Regions from separate parts of the Capsicum annuum genome. Here region 2 is linked to region 1. A link is a contact called in public Hi-C data. All regions are on one chromosome and are shown on one strand. The core of a region is the stretch at or near the end of the contact, and the rest is flanking DNA. Distances in the headings are between cores, read along the strand shown. Region 1 has its middle 12 kb from the start of LOC107840986. Region 2 has its middle 23 kb from the start of LOC107840986.

Region 1 (6,168 bases), core at 2,693-5,192:
TTATTATTTAAATTTTATTGTATCATATAGTTGATTCGAATATTTGGAACTGAACGGACTAATTTTTGGAGCAAAAATGTCGAAGAAGAGAATGAATGTTGAAGAAAATTAATAATTTGGCAATCATATATTGTAGCAATGGTGTGGTTGGTTTCTCCTTTGTTTTATCATAACATAAATCTGAGCCTCAATTTGCTAAAGAAAATAGGAAAAAGGATAAATTTACCCCTTTATATGCATAAAGGGCAATATCTTTTCCCTGATTAATATGGGAGATATTGAATCAATGCCCTTTTGATATGCAGTTTCAATGATTTTCATTCATAATGTATCCCCTTTTTTTTTTTTTCGCAAGTAGAATGAGACATTTGAATGAAATGATGGATTTCTATGAACTCGGCTGAAGTTTCTTGGAAAAAATTGTGCATCATTATCTCAAAATAAAAATTCAAGATCTATAGAGTCCTTCAGAGCAATTTCTTGTATCTCTTGTTCTCTGTTTTTCTTGTTATCTGTATATCTTGTTTTTTAAGTTTTAGTGAAATCGGCATATCAAAGATACGTGTTAGTAAGCTTAAAGATATATATCATCTACGAGGTTGTTTTGTACGTATCCCACACTATTTTTTGTTTAATTCAAATATTTATACCAAGGATACATATTCTGTAAAATAACAGATACATTTTAAGCTTTTTGTATATCTGATTTTGTGTTATTATGAAATTATGTATCTCTTGTTATTACAGAACTGGGTAATTTCAGGCTTAGATACATATTTATACATACATGATACTTTTTTCATTATCTTGTATCCATTGTTATTTGTTTATGTTTTATATGTATCTTTTGTTTTTAAGTTTTAATGAAATCAGCATACTAAAGATACATGTTAGTAAGCTCAAAGATACATATAGTGTATGAGGGGTATGTTATACGTATCTCGCAATTACTTCAAACAAAATCAAGCAAAAATAATAAAAAGGTCGTAAGAATCGTTTATAACTGAAAACGAAATATAGAAGAAATTTTGTTTAAAAATGTGGAATCACAAACAAATTTTCTATTTTCGTGGGATTTTATTCAGTTTTTACCATTATTAGTTAGGTTAATTGCTAAATTAAAGAAACTTTAGCCGTTAGAGCCCTTAAATTATGCAAATTAGTTTAATTATTAAATATATATGTAGGATGTATCTCACGTTAGTTATATATACCTTCAATGGCAATATGTTGAAAAAATGAGTAAATACATAATTACCCCCCCTCATGTTGGCCGAGATTTTCAAAAAGACACCTAGACTTTGAATTCGACCTATTACCCTACGATTCTTCTTTATTCCATTCCAAATACACCATTTTGGACCTCCGCTTGTATACACGCGCCATTGGCGCGTGAAAGGACTCAAAATTGACTTTTTTGACCTGTGAAAAGATGTCACGTGTAAATAATTAATATATAATTTATATTTAAATAAAAAAAATTAATATTTATTTATTTATTTAAATAACCCGGTACTCCCCTCTCCCCCCAACCCACCCTTTCTTCTTCAACGCCATTAAAGCTTCATTTAAGCTTTTTTTTTAAAATATCATTAAAACTCCATTAAAGCTCAACAAAATGTCTTCTTCAACACAATATCTTCTTCAACACCATTAAAGTTACTCCATTAAAGGTCTATTGAAGCTTTTTTAAAAAATATCATTAAAATTCCATTAAAGCTCAACACAATGTCTTGTTAACACAATATCTTCTTCAACACCATTAAAGCTACTCCATTAAAGGTCTATTGAAGCTTTTTTAAAAAAATATATATCTTTAAAACTCCATTAAATCTCCTCCATTCAAGCTCATTTAACTATTTTTAAAACTCAGTTCAATCATTTAACTATCCTAAAAACTCAATTCAATCATAAAATAATTTTTTGAATTGATTTGAACAAAAAAAAAAATGGACGAAAAGAGAGATCTTGACAGAGTGGGGGTTAGGGGGTTAGGGGGAGATGCTGATAGGGTGAGGGTGTTGGACGGAGGGTGGGGGCGCTGAATGGGGGTGGGGGTGGAGGGGAGCTACTGGACGTCGGGGAGGGGGGAGGGTAATAAATTAAATAAAAAGAAAAAATTTATTAAAATAAAAATACGAAATTAAATACGTTTAACACGTGGCAGCACCAGATTGGTGCGTATGTTCAATCTCTTTGTTGTGACTGAAATTCAGCGAAAAATGATGTATTTGCAATGAATTAAGTAAGAATCATGGGGTAATAGGTCGAATTCAAAGTTTAGGTGTCTTTTTTAAAATCCCGACCAATATCAAGAGGGTAATTATGTATTTACTCTAAAAAAATTAAGATGTATTTTATCGTACAAAAAAAATTAACGAGTGATACATATATGTACTATCGTGCACAATATGTATCTTTAACACTACTAATATGTATATTTGGTATGCTTATATCAGGAAAACTAAAACGTCAAAAGATACATATATATATTATGTATCTCAAAATGCTAATGTCAAAGACATATGCTTCTGCACAACATGTAATCATACAACATGTATTTGGTGAGATGTAAAACTTAATAATTTCTAAAAGATACAAATTAATACAATCAAATATTAGATGAGATACATATTATCACAAATAGATACAAGAATTTAAAATAACTTTACAACATTTTATGAGAAATGAATAGCTTTACACCCATATCATTACGGATAAGCAAGGGAGATGAGTTTCGATCAACAACGTATCGGATTTTCAAATCTTTTTCATGTTTCGTCGATTTCAAGTTCTACAACAATGGCCGAAATCAACTCTTATAGCTCTCGTACTTGACATCACAAACCCAAACACCGGAATGACGTTATGACACAAAAACATTCATTGCAAATAGTTCAAAAAGGAATAATTAACACGAAAAAAATGAAAAGAAAGGACGAATCTGCAAGTACGTCAAACAAAATAAAAAACAACAAAAATTATAGGAGTTGTTTTATATTGAAATTGATAATGGAAGAAATTTTGTTTAAAAATATGGAATAAGAAATCAAAACATGTTTTTGTGGGATTTTATTGAGCCTTTACCATTATAAATTAGATTAATTGCTACATTAATGAAAATTTAACCGTTACATTTTTGAATTTAAATAAATTAGTTTATTAATTACATGTATCTGTAGGATGTATCTAACATTACTTAAATGTATCTTCAACAACTAAAAAGTGGGATTTTATGAAATTGAATAAAAAATTAGAATTTTAGGTTAATAATGATAAACATGCAGGGATATAGGTAAATTATACATTTTTAAATTCTTAATTGTTTAGTATTTCTGAGCCGGGGGTCTATCGGAAACAGCCTTTCTACTTCATCAGAGGTAGAGGTATGGACTGCGTACATTTTACCCCCCCAGACCCCACTAGATGGGAATACACTGAATTTGTTGTTGTTATTGTAATTGTTTAGTATTTCAATCTTAATATAATATTCTAATATTCAGTTTCAGACATCTAAATTTTAATATTTAAATATATGAGAGGTCCCAATCGTAATACAAACAAATAAACTTAGTCTTTGAAGCTAATGTGTTTTCCCTCTCATATATTATACGGCCATTAATTACTTATTAGTAACATCATTATCAATTGTCATAATAATTAGCACAAATCAATGTTACAACATATGTGAAGAGTCCTAGTAATTAAAACTTGCTTTAAATGACCAAACATTAACTATTTTAATGAATAGACATTCATAAACACAATAAAAATAATAAACACAAAGTTTTATATTAATTCATTGAACTTTTCGTAAATTAATAATGCATTTTTAGTACATTTATTCACTTCTCATGGAAAAAATTTATAGGCATAGAGGTATCTTTCTTTTAAGGTAATATTCCTTTCGTTTGGCCATAAGAATTGTGAATCGAGGCAAATTTAGGGTATCGAGATAAGATTTTTGCAATTTTAGTAATTTTGCACGGTCTATATTTATATATACGATTTGAGAACTCATTGATAAAACGTGTTGCTGGTCCAATGATAAAAAAGAAATCTTTTAAGATTTGTTTTATTCGAGTCCGATCCCTTTGGTAACCATTGTAGGCCCTTATTTTGTCTCGTTTAATTATTAAATTTGAGATCGATGAGAACTTATAAACTTAATCTTGAATTCGCCTCTGAATTGGGAGACGAATACTACTTGGAGCTGTTCTTGGATTGTTGTGAGTGATATAGATTTTAGAATGAAAATTGTGAAAAGAATTCTTTTTAGAGTTTTTTGAATTTCAGAAAATTATAACAGTTTTATGTTTAGATAAAAAATTTGAAATAATATTCAAAACAGGCTCTAATTAAAATGGAAAGATTAATCCTATATTAAGATATAAAACCTTTAATTTTTCTTATCAAAAATAAAGGAACTTAACATCATTTACATTCAAGATAGTTTTTCAAAATAATATTCCAAACATGCACTAATTGAAATGGAAAGATTAATCCTATATTAAGATATAAAACCTTTAATTTTTCTTATGAAAGATAAAGGCACTTAACATCATTTACATTCAAGATAGTTTTCAAAACAATATTCCAAACGTGCACTAATTAAATTAGAAAGATTAATCCTATGTCAAGATATAAAACCTTTAATTTTTCTTAGGAAAAATAAAGGCACTTACATCATTTACATTCATGTTAATTAACTCTTTTTCTAGTAAAAGACAAGTGCAACTTTTTTTAAAGAAATAAAAAACATTTTTTTTTTTTGGGGGGGGGGGGGTGGTTCTTTTATGTAGACTAGAAAAAACAAAATATACTTGTACCACTAAATCAATGGAAATGAATTAATAGATGTATCTATTAAAAGTTTTAAATAGTGATGGTGTAAAATAAAACATTTATATATCAAATAAAAATTTATTTAAGTAAATAATTACACGTAAATCCATTGATAATATGTCCAGTGTAATCTCATGACAGGGGCGGCTCAATGATATTTATGACCTAAAGTCAAAATTTATAAGAGGCCATAGGTTTTTCTAGAATAAAAACACTATAATAATAAGTTAAAACAATAAACTTGCTTTGGGAAGTATAATATTATTCTACTGATTGAATTTGCTAACTGCAGTATTTTGAAAAAAAAATTGAAGGAATGTGTAATTTAATTTTTCGATGTCACTGGGACATTTTTTGGAGAATAGTACAAATTTTATTACGAGAAAGATTAAAAGAAGAGAATATCATTAATATGAAATTAAATTATCTAACTGTAATCATTAATCACATAATTAATAAGTACTTTTCTTTCCTATATAGACTTTGTTCTTTATTTTCTTTTTTAAGAAAGCAAATATACTTTAAAATAACAAAAAATCTAACATTAATTAAAAAACAACAATGAAAAAAAAAAAAAAAATGGGGCCCCAAAATGTGTGAGGCCTAAAGCCTATGCTTTAGTGGCTTTGGCCTCCGGCCGGCCTTATCTCATAAGTGGCTCCTATCTTTCTTAATTAGAAAATTATTTTTGATATATCCTCAGCACAACAACGCATTACCATAACAGGCTAAAAAAAAAAAAAAAAAACGACAATAGAGTGAACAGAAATTAACTTATAATTATAGATTAAAATTTACTAATAATGTAAAAAAAAAAAAAATTGCTAAGATATGAAACTTTAAACCTAATGGGAACCCATTCTCTGATTCAATTTATTGATCTCATCAATATCATATGCAAAGTGTCAGTAATTTTTATTTTTATTTTTTTTTAAAAAAGCATCAAATTAAATTTACTCTTCCCTATATGAAAATGGGAAATAACTAAATTATTTATTTACAGGTCATAAAGTTCATGTTATGATAGACTAAAAATAAAGTTAATCTCATGAAACATTGATATTCATTACATGTACAAGCCGTATTTACAATTTTTACACTATCAATTAATTTTACTAATATTCATTTTATGAATTTATGTGTAATTATCTTTTAAATAATTAAATTGCGTAAAGATTCTTTGTTGTAATTAAGTCGACAAAAATTTAAATTCATATTGCTACCATAAACAAAGGAAAGTCTTGGATTAACTATTTAAAAAAAAAAAAAAAAAAAAAAAAACTTATAATGTAGCTTGGTCAAATTGTTTAAATGTATATCTAT
Region 2 (6,168 bases), core at 2,186-4,685, 35 kb after region 1:
TTATCCCTTGTAAAATTATATTGAGTATATTATTATTGTAATTGATGGTCTATATTTATCATTTGTGAAATTACATTGAGTATATTATTATCGTACGTATTTGACAGTTTATATTTATCGCTTGTGAAACTATATTGACTATTATCATATTTGATAGTTTATTTTTAATTTATCACTTGTAAAATTACGTAAAATATATTATTATCGTAATTGACAGTTTATATTTATCGTGCGGCGTACATGTTATGTATGAAATTAATTAACTAGGACGGTTTGACCTATACAATATTCACATTTTTCAAAATAATATTCTTCCATATAATTAATCGACGTACTAGGCGCTAATTACGTGATTTAAATAATATAATAATCTCTAACTTTCATGCAAAACAAATGTAACATGGTCTACTTTGAAGATATATATATATATATATATGTGGATTTTTATTTCGAGTCAAATGAATCTAACTATTTATGTTTTTCTAAGTCAAACCACTCTATAATGTTATTATTTGTTTGAATTATTTTTAATTGTTATAAAAAGATTGATTTCGTGTGGGGAAGGAAAAGGTTTTACATATTTTTTTTAATGTTTGGTGATTAGTTAACAGAAAATATTATTTCAAAAATCTTTATATATAATTTAAATAAATATTATGAAATGAGATTGGTAGTCGGTGGCGAAGGGGTATGAGGGTAAAGTGAGAAGGTTAGGGGCGGGGATTGGATCCGCGGGGAAGAGAATCAACGTTGAATCCTTTGTTTATTTTATACGATGATGTTTGATCGAACATAAAAAATTTTAAAAAATAATATTTTTAGGAACTTATGGCATTCTTTGTAAGTGTGTTATGACATTTGTATCGTTGTATGACTACAAATTATGTCATTTAGCATCAAATAAAAAAACTAAATTATTTTCAAATATAAAAATATTTAATCCTTTCTAAAACAAGCTAAGAAAGAAATGTTACATAAAATAAAAGATATTGAGTATTTGTAATATGTCGATCAACACTGAGATGGTACTTACGGGTTGGTCAGGGACATGCTTCGATTAATCTTTCAATGCCTATAAATAACATATGATTGGATACTTGAATCAAAATTTAGACACTGACAAGTAAAATAGTGCTATATAAATAAAATGATATTAAGTATTTATAATATGTCAATCAACAGTGGGATGCTACTTACGAGCTGGTCAGGGACATGTTCCGATCAATCAAATCTTTCAGCGCCTATAACTAAGTAACATAAGATTGGATACTTGGATCAAAATTTAGACATTGACATATAAAATAGTGCTATATAAAATAAAGTATATTGCGTATTTATAATATGTCGACCAGTAGGGACATGTTCCAATCAATCAATCTTTCAACGCCAATAAGTAACATAATATTGGATACTTGGATCAAAATTTAGACATTGACATGTAAAATAGTGCTACATAAAATATAGCATATTGAATATTTATAATATGTCGACTAGCAATGAAATGCCACTTACGAGCTGATCAGGGACATGTTCCGATCATTCAATCTTTCAATGCTAATAAGTAACATAAGATTGGATACTTGGATCAAAATTTAGACATTGATACGTAAAATAGTGCAACATAAAATAAAGCATATTAAGTATTTATATATAATATGTCGACTAGCAGTAGGATGCTACTTATGAGCTGATTAGAGACATGTTTCGCTCAATTTTTCAATGCCTACAAGTAAGTAACATAATATTGGATACTTGGATCAGAATTTAGACATTGACATGTAAAATAGTGCTGCATAAAATAAAGCATATTGAATATTTATAATATGTCGATCAACAATGAAATGCCATTTACGAGCTGGTCAGGGACATATTCCGATCAATCAATCTTTCAATGTCGATAAGCAAGTAACATAATATTGGATACTTGGATCAAAATTTAGATAGTGACATGTAAAATAGTGCTACATAAAATAAAGCATATTGAGTATTTATAATATATCGACCAACAATGGAATGCCACTTACGAGCTGGTCCGAAACATATTCCGATCAATCAATCTTTCAATGCTAATAAGTAAGTAACATAATATTGGATACTTGGATCAAAATTTAGATAGTGACACGTAAAATAGTGCTACATAAAATAAATCATATTGAGTATTTATAACATGTCGACCAACAGTAAGATGCCACTTACGAGCTGGTCAGGGACATATTTCGATCAATCAATCTCTCAATGCCAATAAGTAACATAAGATTGGATACTTGGATTAAAATTTAGACATTGACATATAAAACAGTGCTACATAAACTAAAACATATTGAGTATTTATAATATGTCGACCAGTAGTGGAATGCTACTTACGAGCTAGTCCAGAACATGTTCCGATCAATCAAATTTTTTAATGCCTATAAGTAAGTAACATAAGATTGAATACTTCGATCAAAATTTAGACATTGACATGTAAAAGCTACATAAAATAAAGCATATTGAATATTTATGATATGTCGACCAGCAATGAAATGCCACTTACGAGTTGGTCAGGAACAAATTTCGATCAATCAATCTTTCAATGTCAATAAGTAAGTAACATAATATTGGATACTTGGATCAAAATTTAGACATTGACATGTATATAATAGATTCAAGAAACATACATGTGGGAATGGTAGGTATATAGTGATTTCAAGATATTGACATTTTGTAGTAAAATTGCTATACTTTTCTAGGTTCATGAAGAAATTAATGCAAATTGCAGCTTTCTCAAAAGACTTCTTTAATATTTTTTTTCATAAGTAGTTGAAATGTCATCCTATCAATATCATAGGAATCCATTTAGGGGTTGAAATTAATTGTTGCCCTATGAAAAATATAGCCACCTTTCAATTATGTACCTCATTTTTCAATGGATGGTCCATAGTTTTTTGTTTCTATTAAGGGTGTGTTTGGTATATGAAGGAAAATATTTTCTTGATTTTTTTAATTTATTTTTGACATTCGATAAGTAAACAAAAAGTACTATCTCTTATATGTTTATATACAATTTAGAGCGAAGCATCTGGCACCCCTCTGAATTATGACCAAATTTGTTACGACACATTTCAATTTTATCGGAGTCCTATTATCCCCTGAACTCAATTTTAGCGTATTTTTATCACCCTTTTATGCTGGTGTGATGCTTTTTGTCAATCTTTTTAGCTGACATGACACCTTTAACGTAGATCTCATTTTATGTAATAAAGATGTTACATCAGCACAAAAAAGCGATAAAGTGTGCTAAAATTGAGTTTAGGGGGTAATAGGACCCTTGTAAAGTTGGAATATATTGTAGCAACTTTGATCATAATTCAAGGGGATATTGAAGAGGGTGAAAGTAGGGGTGATGGGATGACAGATGGAGGGTGGGGGCAGGGTCGATTCGAGGTGGGGTAAGGGGTGGGGAGTGGTTGTTAGGGTATAGCCCGCTGAGGGGATAGAGTGTTGTGAGAGGCAGACAACCAACACAGAATGCCACTCGTAAAAATTATTTTTCCTACAATCCCTATACAAGGAATGTTGCTTTCTTGATTTTTACGTTACGAACTTATTTTCTTTGAGATGATAAATTTCAAAATATTTTAACTAACCGAACACGAAAAACTTGAAAATATCTTCCTTTCCTACCAAACACATCCTAAATGGTCCATAGTTCAAACCCTACTACCCTAGCTTGTAGCCAAGGCATGAGGGCAGTCTTTCATCTTGTCTAGTTAAGATTAGCAATTTTTGTTGTCAATTTCTAAGCCTTTATTATTAAATGGTCCATGAGGAATTAATGACAATGCAACACAACTTTAAGTGCAATTTTTTTATCTAATCAAATGTCATTATCATGATTAAGACTTGTTAATTGATGTACACATGTTTTAATCATTAAATATTGAAAATTTATGATCATTTGGACCTAGGTGAATTTTTGGGTGAAATAGAGGTGTGCTTTAGATATTTTCAGCTAACCAACTAAAATTGTTAAAATCCCTTTTTTTCAATAATATTTGTTTAGTTTGAAAAATCAATCGATAATTTGTCTATTTTTGCCTATTTCATCCTTGGTATTAACTACTTTTCATAACTTGATGCATTTTTTAAAAGATTAAATTTATTATATTCAAAAGATAATATAGTGAAATTATCCTTATTATTTATTGCTTTTTAAGATGTGTGTCAAGTCAAAAATAGACAAATAAAGATGAACGAAGAGAGTATTTATTTAGTTGAATATGATGTGTGCCAAGTCAAAAATAGTAAGGACTTGTAAAGTATTGAAAAATAGTCTATCTTTGGAGTAACTGATAAAATTGTTGTCATGTGATCCGGAGGTCACGGGTTCAAGCTATAGAATCAGCCTCCGATAGAAATACAAGGTAATTAAGACTGCTTATAATAAACACTTGTGGATCAGGGGCGAAGCCACCTTTAGCTCAGGGGGTTCATCTATCCGAAATCCCTTCAACGAAAAATTATACTATTTATACATGATTAAAATTATCTTTTATGTATATATAGTTAACATTGAACCCCTTCGGCTAGTTTGTATGTTTACTTTGAACCCCTTAGTAAAAATTCTAATTCCACACTGCGAACCCTTCGTATAGTGAGAGTTTAATGCACCGTACTGCCCTTTCTTTTGAATATATGCATCTAAAAATGGCTATTAATAGGCTAAGTTAGGTTGAATTAGAGAAGTTATGCTTAATAGGCTTAAGTGTATGTTTAGAGCAATTTAATGGGCTAATTAGTGAACATAATTTCTTGATAATGGGCCATTTTGAAGTTTAGGCCACTAAGTATTCCTCAAATTGGGTTTGAGCAATCAATTTCCACTGACAATTACAAATAAATTTGAAGAAATTAATTAAGGTTGAATTACTAAAAATTTTACCCAAACTAGATATCTCAATCCACATATTTTTTTTTAAAGAAAAAATTACACAAGATAGCAAGATTATGTAATTTTTATAGCATATATACAATATATATATATATAAAGAGAGAGATGTTTTTGTGTATCTAATATATATATACATCCAACTTCTGCTTTGAAAACACTTACATACATATACAGTTGGTCACAGATACATTTACAATTAGATATTAATCAGCTCGATTTTTAATTAGGTTAAGGTAATATATGCCCAAGAATACATGTATACTAATATGTTTTAAAATCAAAATGCTGCTACACTTCGAAATATAACAAAATCTCTCTATTTTTATAAAAATGGGCGTTGATAACACTATTTACGATAGTATCTCACTAACTAAAGTAACATAAATTAACTTAACTGTATAGTAAACATTTATTCGTACTTGATATTTACATCGACAGGTTGAGTTAATGTAGTGGGTTTTAATTACTTAAATATACTATACATTTCCCAATTTAGTTTAGCAAAAACTAAAACAAATTGTTAGTACTATATTTTCTAAATTACCAACCCATATTTACTTCAACCAAGCAATTGTAATTTGTTTTTAAATGATCTAAAAATATATTAAAAAAAATGATTATATCCTCGTATATTACTAATTTGAAATGTCAAATAACTTTTTATTACTAAATATAATAACATATACAATATATAATCTCACAAAATGAAGTTTGGAAAAGATAGATGAATGCAAATTTTACCCGTACTTTGGAGGTAAGAGAGGTTGTTTCCAATATATATCCTCAACTCGATGAAAAACATATTTAAAGCAGTTCGAAAAAAGAAAATAATAGAAATGAAGAATCGATGACAAATTACTACCAAAAAGCATAACAAATCATTCTGAACAGTAACTACAACAAAACATAAAAACGATAATAGAAGTACAAGAAGTAGCAGAAAATAATAGAAATTGAGAAGACGAAATTACGTGAGGTAATAGTACGACCAGGGGCGGACCTATAGCCAAACTTTTGGTGCTCCGACATCCATTAAATTCGACGCAGATTAGGTATAATTATATAAAAATGTATAAAATCTAATATAAGATTTAGAAAAACACCCAGTAAGCCACGAAAATAGCAGGATGCTTTAGTTTTCAAGCATAATCTTTAAGCTTTGAACATCAATATATGTGTTCGAACCTTTCGTGCACCCACAATCCCTAAATCCTGAGTCCTCCACTAACTACGACTAT

What was found. Hi-C and Micro-C count contacts between places; a contact is called where the count stands out from the background.
Region 2: a contact with region 1 is called in a Hi-C map of placenta, with 7 times the contacts expected there. The contact joins two enhancer-like sites. A contact is called at or near these places in 3 of 5 Hi-C or Micro-C datasets (leaf and placenta).

Annotation. Positions count from the first base shown.
Region 1 is chr9:215,493,864-215,500,031 of UCD10Xv1.1, forward strand. No RefSeq gene overlaps it. Among protein-coding and RNA genes, the nearest start is that of LOC107840986, 12 kb to the right of the region's middle. Within about 2 kb of position 3,943, at least 1 of the 5 cell types and tissues checked has an H3K27ac peak or open chromatin away from gene starts, as enhancers often do.
Region 2 is chr9:215,529,041-215,535,208 of UCD10Xv1.1, forward strand. No RefSeq gene overlaps it. Among protein-coding and RNA genes, the nearest start is that of LOC107840986, 23 kb to the left of the region's middle. Within about 2 kb of position 3,436, at least 2 of the 5 cell types and tissues checked have an H3K27ac peak or open chromatin away from gene starts, as enhancers often do.